Regions from separate parts of the Canis lupus genome. Here region 2 is linked to region 1. Evidence: chromatin contacts called from public Hi-C data. All regions are on one chromosome and are shown on one strand. The core of a region is the stretch at or near the end of the contact, and the rest is flanking DNA. Distances in the headings are between cores, read along the strand shown. Region 1 holds the start of YPEL4 (protein yippee-like 4). Region 2 holds the start of P2RX3 (P2X purinoceptor 3).

Region 1 (5,471 bases), core at 1,900-4,399:
AGGCCACCTGCTGATGGCTCACCCCCTTTGTCCACACTCTGACGCACGCGCACATACACAAAGAGAGAGGGAGACTCACACGGAGTTAAACAGGTAGGCTCGGCCATGGCTCCCTTGGAAAGACTGTGGAGACATAGGACAGACGGTGACTGCGGGGTGGCCCGAGGGCCCCACTGCCTGCATGCCCCAGGGGTGAGGAGGAGGGCGGACGGCTTTGTGGCCTCTCCCCTCGGTGAGTCTGGATGATCCCCGTTGGGACAGAGAAGAGAGGAGTGGTGGTCCCCCACCTGGTGTACCTTGGAAATAAGCTCATCATGTTTGGCCAGGTGTGCGCGGCAGTGGACGCAGCTGTAGGTGCGGTGGCAACGGGGCAGGTAGCTGCGGAATGTCTTGGCGGGGAGGCAGGTGGGGCCCGGGCCAGGATCGCAGCTGGGCATGACCGGCTGGAGGACGATGCCCTGGCGGGCCGGAGGGGCTGGCGCCGTGCAGCCCCCACACAGACGGTCGCAGGTGAAGCAGCGGAGCAGGTTGGCTAGAGCCGTGTTTCAGGGCAGGAGAGATGTGGGGGGGCTGCCCGGCCAGGGCCCCCCCAGACGTGAACCAGATAGAAATGGAAGTCACCTGCAAAGAGGAAAGAGTGCATCAGGAGAGTCTTGACCTCCCGAAGAGCCCCTCCTCAGGGGGAATGGAGAAGACCGGATCTTTGGAGACCCTCAGCGTGCCATCACACTGTCTCTCAGGCCCCTGGAATCCCGGCTCTGCTGGTGGCCGGTCCAGGCCTCCGGTGCCACAGGCGGGGACGCAGTGTCTGTCCCTCCTGGGGCGGGAGGAGCCTTTACCAGTCTCCACCGAGAGCAGCCTGCTGCTACCAACGCTGCCATGGGAGCAACGTCATCGGCGGCGAGTGTCCTCTCCTGGGCTTCAGCCCTTTTGTGAGGGTCTGCATCCCACATGTGCTGGCAGGCTCGGGTTCAGAGCCTTTTACAAGTTGGGGAAGCCTGGCAGGTTTTCTCTTCTGCGCCTCTATTTGCAATGCAATTGGTCCTTCACAGATTTGGGAGGGGAGGGGGGGAGGCCAGCCCAGAAGGCAGGTACACACACACCCTAGTCAGCCCTCTCCTGGGGGCTGAAGTCCTGCACCCTGGGAACTAGAATTTCATAGATGTCTCCTTTGCTACCAGAGACCTCAGACGTGGCCCCTCGCCAGCCCTGCACTTTGGCCCACTCATTCCAGCTCAGAAACAGCAACTGGCTCTTTTCTCAGCCTCTGAGCCCCTTGATCTATATACTGCTCTTTGCTCACTGTTGCCTTAGCCTCAGTTAAAGACTTGGACATACAGCCCTAGGAGAGAAAATACCTTTCTTTCAGGCAACTCTAACAGCTGGAAGCAATGGGAAATGGGGATCACGTCGGGGAAGGCCGCATTCTGGGGCTAAGTGGTGTGCTGTGGGAGCAACGGGCAGCAGAAGCGGGGGGGGACTCCTGTTTTCCAAACCTATGCTTTGGGGTACAAGGCAGAGCATGTTTCCACCTTCCTCCTGGGGTAGGGACCAACAGCAGTGACTCTGTGGGTGACATTAGATAAAATTGCTAGGTTCTCATTAGGAAGGCCGAGGAAGATGTCATTATCTGCCCAGACTCCAGCCCCGAAGTGGCTGAGGGTGCTAGAGGCAGCAGATAAGAAGGGAGGGGTCATCTGTTGGCTCTGATAAGTGGGTGAAGTCCCGCCTTTTTCTCCATGGTGCCTTCGGGCCTGTGATGGGTGATTTTTTCAGAGGTGCCAGGTGGGTGCTCTGGCAATGCAAGACCACTAAGCAGAGTAGAGGCGGTGTGGCTGCGAGTGGCCAGGGCACACAGGCTCTCGTCCTGTCCTCTGCGGTGGCCGCCTGTGCCCCAGCTGTTCCAGCCTTTCCTGGGCCCGCCAGGTAGTCTCTCTGCAGAACCCCAGAAGAGCCCATCTTCAGTTTGAGGTCCTCTACCCCTGGCTGGGCCCTAGAAAGACACCTTGAGCTGAGTTCAGGGTGACATTGGGCTCCGGCCGCAGGAGATGGGCCTTTCTCACCAGCATCCAGCGTTCAGTGCCCACTTCCCAGGTCTGCCTTCAACTTTGCCTGTGAGTTCCCCTCTGCTGCGCTCCACCTACTGCACCGGCCAGGGGGCTTGCACTGGGTCCCAGCTCGCCAGGTCCTTCTCCAGCCCGCAGCTCCCCTCCCTCCCTCTCTCCCCAGCTTCCCCATCAGGCCAAGGAGAGGCTGCCCAGAAGGCCAGAGAATCACTCACAGGAGGGGGAGCAGGGGGTCATCGCTTCCCGGGCTCAGATCACAGGCAGATTCAAGTTGGGCAAATGAAGAAAAAAACAAAGGCAACCTGAGCACCAGGGAGAGGATGTTCCCCCAAGTGAGATGGGGCTGGACCGTGGGAGGTGGGGGCGAGAGAGCGCTGGCGGGTAGGGAGGGGGGGTGCTGAGCAACCAGCGCTGACAGCAGAGGTGCCCAGGAGGAGGCTCCAGGAACCAGGTGCGAATCCTGTGGCTGGGGGTGGGGGGACACGACACCTGCTCACAGTGATTTTCTCATCTGCTCCGAGGCTTCACCTCCCCCCCCCCCCAGGCTGGCATTCTCGGCATGGTATGGTCCAAATAATTAGCAGCGCAGCCAGCTCCCCGGGCGGGCGGGCTTCGGGGGTCTGCACCAGCAGCAAAACAATAACCAGTGAGGCCTGATGCAGCAGCCAAAGTTGCCGGGAAATAAGTGCGGGAACCGTCAGAGCTCGGAGAGGGATGGAGGAGCTGAGAGAGAGGAGCCGAGGCAGCGGGGAGGGGGAAGGGAGGACAAAGGGTGGATGAATAATGCTTTTGCGATGGGGAGAAAGCAACACGCAGCAGGAGGAGGAAATTTGCAAAGGGGAAAAAAATTCATTTGGAGAAGGGCTGCCCCCTCACCTTGAGGTCTGCTCCAGAGATCTCCGTCTATCTCTCTCTCTCTCTCAATCTCTCAATCTCTCTGCTCACTCTTCTCTCTTCTCTTTCCGCTCCTTCAATGGGGAAGGGGATGGGGGCGGGGGAGGGGAGTTAGGGGCTCGGGCCTGGGGCTGCCAAGCTGGCCAGCTGCTGGGGGGCCAGAGGTTGTCTCTCGTCTGTACCCCGGTCTGTGGGTGAATGTAGCTGTGTGTTGTGGAACTGCATCATAACACTGTGAGTCATCCGTCCCCCCACCCCCTCACCTCCCACGTCAGAGCAGGGCTGGGAGACACAGGAGGCGGGTCGGCAGGAAGGGAGGGGGCAGGCATCAGGGATGGGTCTAGAGAAGGGTGCAGGGGGGTGGGAGCAGAGGGCCGGCCGGCCGGGGAGGCGGGATGCTAGAGGAGAGGCTGGTTGCTGAGGAGAAGGCAGCGTGGCCAAGGAGACGGAAGGAACCTGGGGAAAGGATGGGGCTGGGCAAGGATGGAGTAGGGGCGGCAGGGCTGGAGGAAGGGAGGCGGCCAGGCGGTGACAGTGAGAGATGGATGCAGAGTCAGGCGTGTGCACACACATCCAAGATGATACGTTCCCCATCTCAGCTCGGACGCCAGCCCTGACGCAGGGAAAAGGAAGACATATTAATTGTCACACGGGGCCAACTGTGCCCCCAAGCTTGAACCGGGCGCTTCCAAGCCTCAGAGCCTCAGCTTGATGCCCCTGAAGGACTCCTAGATGGAGTCTGACCTCTCTCGAGCAGGCACCTCTTCTCAGCTACCTCCACGTTCCTTGTGCTTCGTGAACAGAGACGCCCACATTACGTAAGCTTCTCCACCGGGCTGTAAACTTTGAGAAAGGTCCTCTGGGCAACTCCTGTCTGCATCCCGGGACTGCAGTGCCTAGCGCAGAGCTTCCCGACGGAAGATGATCACACACCGGCAGTGGAGCTGCATCTTCAGACGTGGTCCAAGTGTCTGGCGCTGGTGTCAGAGAGACCTTAGAATAGCAGCTCTGCCAGTATAGTCACCAGGAACCGCTGGGAACTTACTGATCCTTTTTGTGCTGCTCCGTTTCCTCTTCTGCTAAGTGAAGCTCATGATACTGACCTCATGGAGATGTGAGAGTGAAGCGAGGTAACGTGTAAACACCTAAAAAGTGCCTGGCACGTGATAAGCACTTAGTAAACCGAAGCTACTTCAAAACGGTGTTCTCCACTTAATACCCTTAAACCCAGAGAGGATTTACTATTAAGTTCTGATATCTCAAGAGACGTGTACCAAATCTCTTTCTTATGAAGAACCTCTATGTTTCGGTGCTATTTTTCTATCAGCTTCCAATTATATTTCATTTGACTCAGATTCTGTTTCTCATGGAGTGCTGTCCTGTGTATATCTCTGAAGTATGTGGACAGAACATATCCTTTTTTTTTTTAAGATTTTATTTATTTATTCATGAGAGACACAGAGAGAGAGAGAGAGAGAGAGAGGCAGAGACACAGGCAGAGGGAGAAGCAGGCTCTATGCAGGGAGCCCCACGTGGGACTCGATTCCGGGTCTCCAGGATCACACCCCGGGCTGCAGGCAACGCCAAACCACTGCGCCACCGGGGCTGCCTGACAGAACATATCCTCTAAGATAAAACCCCCAATTTCTTTAAAGGATTTTTTAAAAAAGATTATTTATTTATTCATATTTATTCATGAGACACAAGCTGAGTCACCCGGGCTGCCCCCAAACCCCAATTTCTAACGGAGGCTAGCTACCATCTAGAAAATGAAGTGTGACAAAGATAGGTACTCAGGGAGGACAGCTCGTGGGTCATTTTTCTTTTCGCATGTAAGGAAGGGAAGCGTAGGTCAATGGTAGGTAATGGGAAGCATTGCTAGCTGGGTATGAAAAAATATAAGGAATTCTGAAGATTTAACCAAGGAAGATTCTGGGGTTGAAGATAAATTCTGAAACACAGTGCAGGTGCCTTGAGTGATATTATCAGAGGTTTGGAACTAAGAGGGAGACTTGGGTAAAGAAGGAAGTGTTTCTGTACGGGCAGTGGATGAGAGAGGAAAGGTAAGCAGAGGAGGGATTTGAGGAACTATTCTTGAGGAAAACAATGGGAAGTGGGAAAAAATGTAGGTGAGTAGTCCTTAAGGCAAGGATGGAAAGTTTGGAAGCAGAAAAGGGATGCCAATTAATTTAACTCAGGAAGAAAATGATCAAGGGTTTAGTTGGTGAGAATGAAAAAGACATGAGGACAGTCTTCTTTGGGGGGTGTGGAGATGGCAGGAATGCTTGGTGTAAGATGACAAGGGAGAAAAGGAGTGCAGGCAAGCCTAGATGCTGTAAATACTGTGCCCTCACTCTGTTTAAGAAGTAAGTTGGAGGGGATCCCTGGGTGGCGCAGCAGTTTGGCGCCTGCCTTTGGCCCAGGGCGTGATCCTGAAGACCCGGGATCGAATCCCATGTCAGGCTCCCGGTGCATGGAGCCTGCTTCTCCCTCTGCCTGTGTCTCTGCCTC
Region 2 (5,471 bases), core at 1,521-4,020, 260 kb before region 1:
GTTGGAAAAAACAGGCCCAAATGCAAGGGTACAATACACACTGTGTCCGGGGCACAGACAGTCCCACCCAACACCTACCTACACCGGGCTGGCCAGATCCAGATACAGGACCAACAGCTGGCAAGGGTGAGGGTCAGAAAGAAGAAAAAAAGTAACCTGGAAATCTGGATCCTAAAACCAAACCCTGGTAACCAGGTCCTTAGTCTGCAGTGGGGAATGGAGCGCACGACGACGGTCCCTTTCAAAGTCTGCAATCCTCTAACTCCTACACAGATGCTTTTTGAATAACGGTGGCTCAACTTACAACCTTTCAACTTTATGACGGTGTGGAAACGATATGCAACGAACAGAAACCATAATTTGAATCTGTATCTTTTCCTGAGCTAGCAGCAGGTGGTATATAATCCCCTCAGGACGCTGGTGCAGTGGTAGTGAACCATAGCTCCCAGCCAGCCACACAGTCACCCGGGTTGATCACCACCAGGCCACAACCGATACCCAACCATTCCCTACTCATTCTGTTTCACTCTCAGGATGGTATTTCATAAACCACATGAGGTGTCCAAACTCAATCATAAAATAAACCTTGTGATGGTTGCGCCGAAGCGCACGCCAACGTAAACACTCTGGGCCTGTTTAAAGTGGGTAAGACTAACCTGCCCTGTTCATCGGGTTAGAAACATTACTGTGATTTTTTTTTTTTTTTTTTTTTTGCTCAAACAGTATTTTCGACTTACAACGGGTTTTTGGCCACGTGACCCCACTGGACCCGGTAGGGAGATCTGCAGGCATTGCCTTTTGTTGGGGAAAACACCCAACTACACATTCCACTCGGACTCCTTTTCCAAAATAGCAGCATCATGGATAATGGATAAAAAGCCTACTCTCCTTCCATCTCTCAGCCTATCGAAAAGCCCAAGCCCTTCTTACCATGGAGCCTTTCACCTCCTGATAGACGTCGTTGAACTCCAGTGTTTCCGCCATTCTGATCAGCCCCTGTTGGCCTCAACTGGGAGCTGGGCCCCAACTCCTGGGTGGGTGTGCAGATACTCAGCAGGTTGGGAATCTGAATTCAAGAAGGGGGGGGTGGGAGAGTGGGTAGACAAACATCAAAGGCAGCACCTCCCTGAGCCCGTGGATGGAGCCAGGTGGCAAGGCCCGGCTGCACCTGGGATGTGTCCGGATCTCGTCTCCCAGGGACCCCACGGCAGGCCCTGCAAACCTCCAGGAGCCAGGCCCAGCCGCGGCTGGGGAACCCGGCCCGGAGTCGCGCTTACAGCGGGACCAGACGCCGGCTCGGGGCGCTCCAGCGGGCGCCATGGCAACGAGCAGCGGAACCCCGGGGGCTGCACCTCTGCGGCTCGCGACCCGGCTCCGAGGGCAAGGCTTCCCTCCCGGCGCTCCCGCCGCGCCGCGGCCCCGGGCCCAAGCCCCCCCCCGCCCCCTAAAATGGATTCGCCCGCCGCCCGTGGATTCGAACGCGGAACGGCCCATCACGGGCGGCCCGCGGGGGGGAGCGAGGCCCGCAGCCTCCCGGGGCACGCGGCGGCGACCACCCACCTCCTCGAGCGGCAGCCTCGCGACGGCCCAGGTGCGGGCGGTGGGCGCGCTGGGGGACGCGGGAGGGGGGGCGGGGACAGGGGGTCGGGGGGACGCTCGGGAAGGTTTTCCCGCGTGCGCGGCCCCGAGGCCCGCCACCGGAAGCGGTGCAGGGACCATAGAGAGAGCGAGCGAGCTAGAGAGACGCGAGCCCGGCCCGCCTGCGAGGCGGCCGCCTAGAGCGCCAGCCGGCCTGGAGGACCTGGGGGGGGCCGCGTGCGGTGCACCCTGCGGGGACCCCGAGGCGGAGGTGCCGGCGCGTAGGGCTCCTTCTTTAAAAGTCACACCTGTTGAGGGGAGGACGGGGTCCTGGGGAGAAGCCGTGCACTTGTCTCCCGTCTGACCTCCCGCGGACGCCTGCGTGCGCCTTTCCCGCGTCCCGCCCGGGACGGTCCTGGGGAGCAGGGGGCCGCGGTGTCGGTGTCGCAGTGACTGCCCCGTCCTCCCGCCACACGGCACCGGATGCTCTTTGAAAGGGCTTCTCTGTCCGCACCCAAAACTTCCCTCCCGAAGCCCGCAGTCCATGTAGGGGTGGTGGCCGGCGGGGTCCGCGGGGGGCGGGGCGGGGGCGGGGGGGGGTCACGGTCAGACCTGCCGGATGGCAGGGGGGGACCCGGTGCCCGCACCGAAGTGGATGGCGGGGGGTCCCCGCATCAGTGTGGATGGCGGGGGGGGTCCCCGCACCGAAGTGGATGGCAGAGGGGGTCCCCGCATCAGTGTGGATGGCAGAGGGGGGGGTTCCCCGCATCAGCGTGGATGGCAGGGGGGTCCCCGCATCAGCGTGGATGGCAGGGGGGTCCCCGCACTGGCGTGGATGGCAGAGGGGGGTCCCCACAGCAGCGTGGATGGTAGAGGGGGGCCCCGCACCAGTGTGGGTGGGGGGCGTCCCCGGTGCCCGCACCAGCGTGGATGGCAGGGGGGGTCCCCACACACCGGCGTGGATGGCAGAGGGGGGTCCCCACAGCAGCGTGGATGGTAGAAAGGGGTCCCCACCAGCGTGGATGGCAGAGGGAGGATCTCGGCATCAGCGTGATGGCACATCTTATAAAATCAGAGGAGGCCAGGCCTGGGAGAAATGGTGAGTATGTCCACTCCTACCTCCTTTGCAGATCAGAATACTGAGGCCCAAAGAGGATTTGCCCAGGGCCCCCAAATCTCTTTATTACCCCACCCGGTCCAGCTCTCCTCTGCCCTAATCACGATGAGTCTACATCCAGAATGACTGGTGGCACCTGTCCTACGTGAAGACATTAGGACAGAATATTTAAGTCCAAGACTTCCTGACAATCTGACTTGGTTCCGCCAGCTTGCTAACCCGACGCTGGCCTGAGAGGCAGCGGGCATGCACTGCTGCTCCCTGAACTCGTGACCCTAACCTCCGGGAAACGGCCACGCAGCCCTGTCCAGCAGCATACGTTCAATATGGCCCGAACCCCCACCCGGTTCTAGGATTTTAGAAAACTAGTGAACAAGACAGAAACAGCCCCAGCCTCCCAGGAGCATGTTATCTAACAAACGATTCAGTTAAGGAAACTCACAGGAAAACAAAGCAAAATAAAAGCAAACACTCCAATGTGGTTGACGCTATGCTGCGGGGCGAGCTCAGCCACTGCCAACCTGAGTTAGGGACATGAACTCTACGACTCCCTCCCAGGAGATCCAGAGAAATATTCAAGAGACCCTTCCCCCTGACCCACGGTATTGGAGACGACTCAGAAAGGGAGCGGATGGCCACTGAATTGCGTGGCTTTGGGAAGAGTCACGAATGAGGCAGGCACTCAGCCTGGGGAAGGCAGTTCAGTGGCTGGGGCTGGGACACTGCAGGGGGCTTTAAGGAGAGCGTGAGGCGGCTGGTGAGCAGGGAGGAAGATGCAGCACGGAACAGAAAGGGTAGACAGAGTGCAGATAAAACATGACTCCCAGAGGGCCCTAGCCAGCTGCATCCTAGGCAATCAGGAGCGGGGATTGGAGACCCCACCCCTGCCGTGACATCACAGGGGAGTGGGGTGGAGACGAACAAAAAGGGGGTCCCCCGCCCTGGCCTTGGACTCTTGGCAGCCCAGGGTGTCAAGAGCAGAGAGAGCCTGGGCGCTGCGCTAGGGTCTCCTGACTTAAAGGACCAGGCTCCCCTCCAAGCGGTTCCCTCCAGGCTTTGAGCTCTGTCTCCCTGTCCCGAGGACCTGTCCCTCCTGAGGCCACCACTGGGTCCCTCCTGAGTGGCCCCCGAGCGCTCTCTCAGTATGAACTGCGTGTCAGATTTCTTCACCTACGAGACCACCAAGTCGGTGGTTGTGAAGAGCTGGACCATTGGGGTCATCAACCGGGCAGTCCAGCTTTTGATCATCTCCTACTTTGTGGGGTGAGTCCTGTGGCCCTTTGGGTCCTAGCAGGGTGGTGGGGTGCTGCTGCCTGGTGTCCGCTCACTGTTGCTGTCCAGCTGCCTGAGCCTTTCCTCTCTTGGAAGAAACAGTCTTTTCTACGGAGTCAGGGATCTGGTCCCCAGATTAGTCCTCTTCCCCAGTAAATCCTCTGGAGTCAGAGAGTGGTTTCCAGGCACACACCCCAAGAAGTGGAGTTCTTGCCCCAGTGCCACCCTCAGCCAGGAGACGTCCCAGGTGACCCTCTCTCCTTCCTTTCCTGCTCCCACCAGAGAACAGACCACCCTCACGCCTTCCCATTCTCCCTAACCAATGCTTTGGGGTCTCAAAAAAGAAGAGGGAGCACAGAAAAGGGGAAGAGAAGACACCGACACAAGGGAGATGGGGATGGGGTGACCAGGTCAACGGTGAGGTGGGAAGGACAGAACTAGACCACTTTGGAATGAGGGATTTCCCTCCTGGCTTGAGGAGTTGGTGAAAGAAGGGGGCAAGGGGAGAAGCCCTTGCTCTTGGAGGGGAGGACAAAGCAGGATGTCTGCGCCCTGGGCAGGGGGAGAGACGAGGGCACAGATAACACTCAAGGGAAGAGCAGCTCGGGGGAAAGGTGGCTTTTCTGAACACGATACCGGGTCCCTCCTCATGAATCCAGAAACACTCCTCTTTGTCAGAAAGCGTGAATTCTCTGCTGCTGCCTAACTTTGCGCCATATAACCCATCCCAGGAGTTGCTTGAGAGCCGGTGGTCTGAACACCCCCTCTCGGCACCCACCTTCAGAGGCGTCCACCCCCCACACATACACACACGTGTGTGTGTGCCAAGGGCCATGGAGGAGACAATGGCCGGTGGGGAGGGGGGGAACACAGGTTCTTTCCTTGTGGTCATTTGCACACACTGCTGGACGCCAGAAACGACAGGCAGAAGCCTCTAGATCTTTCTTTCCCAGTGCGCCTGCCTCTAGTCTCACGCCATCCCTTGAGACAATGGTTCTGTGTGTGTGAGAGAGCAAACCACTGACGGCTGTCATGAGTTAATTCAAACCAGTCCAAGAAGACATCCGGTGTGCGTGCGTGTGGGCCAGAGCTGCGTGTGCATGGGCCCCCTTGCCTGAAGGGTCGGAGTGGTATGTGCGTGGAAAAGTGGGCATGTATGGATTAAGGGATTTTTTTTTTCCCTGCGTGATTTGCGGGAGCCAGTGGACTCGTTTACGTGGCTGCTGGAGGCAAGGCCACGCAGCCGGTGCTCCTCTCAGGGATGTGAGAGAAGAGATTCGAGCTTTGGCCTTGAAGTCTACTTCCAGCTTCGAGGTTGTGTGAGCTGGAATGTTTGCAAACATGCCGTGTCCTCATCTCCAGAGCCTGGCTAGGAGCTGACTCCTAAATGTTCTGCGTTCACGCGTATAAGCGAGGCTATAACTGTTTAGAGCCGCGAGACCGTGTGGTGGTCCCGGTGAGTCCAAAGGCTGCCTCAGCACATTTCTGGCTCTGTTGGCTTCGG

What was found. Hi-C and Micro-C count contacts between places; a contact is called where the count stands out from the background.
Region 2: a Hi-C map of blood shows a contact between it and region 1, with 2.8 times the contacts expected there. The contact joins the promoter of P2RX3 here to the promoter of YPEL4 in region 1. A contact is called at or near these places in 3 of 9 Hi-C or Micro-C datasets (amygdala and blood).

The regions. Positions count from the first base shown.
Region 1 is chr18:39,002,828-39,008,298 of UU_Cfam_GSD_1.0, reverse strand. It overlaps YPEL4 (protein yippee-like 4), which reads right to left and starts at 3,149. Exons shown (of 5, transcript XM_038563229.1): 1 at 2,943-3,149; 2 at 297-621; 3 at 80-123. The coding sequence starts at 437.
Region 2 is chr18:39,266,712-39,272,182 of UU_Cfam_GSD_1.0, reverse strand. P2RX3 (P2X purinoceptor 3) reads left to right here and starts at 2,770. Exons shown (of 12, transcript XM_038563245.1): 1 at 2,770-3,958. The coding sequence starts at 3,840. SSRP1 (FACT complex subunit SSRP1) reads right to left here and starts at 1,694. Exons shown (of 18, transcript XM_038563247.1): 1 at 1,561-1,694; 2 at 931-1,066. The coding sequence starts at 984.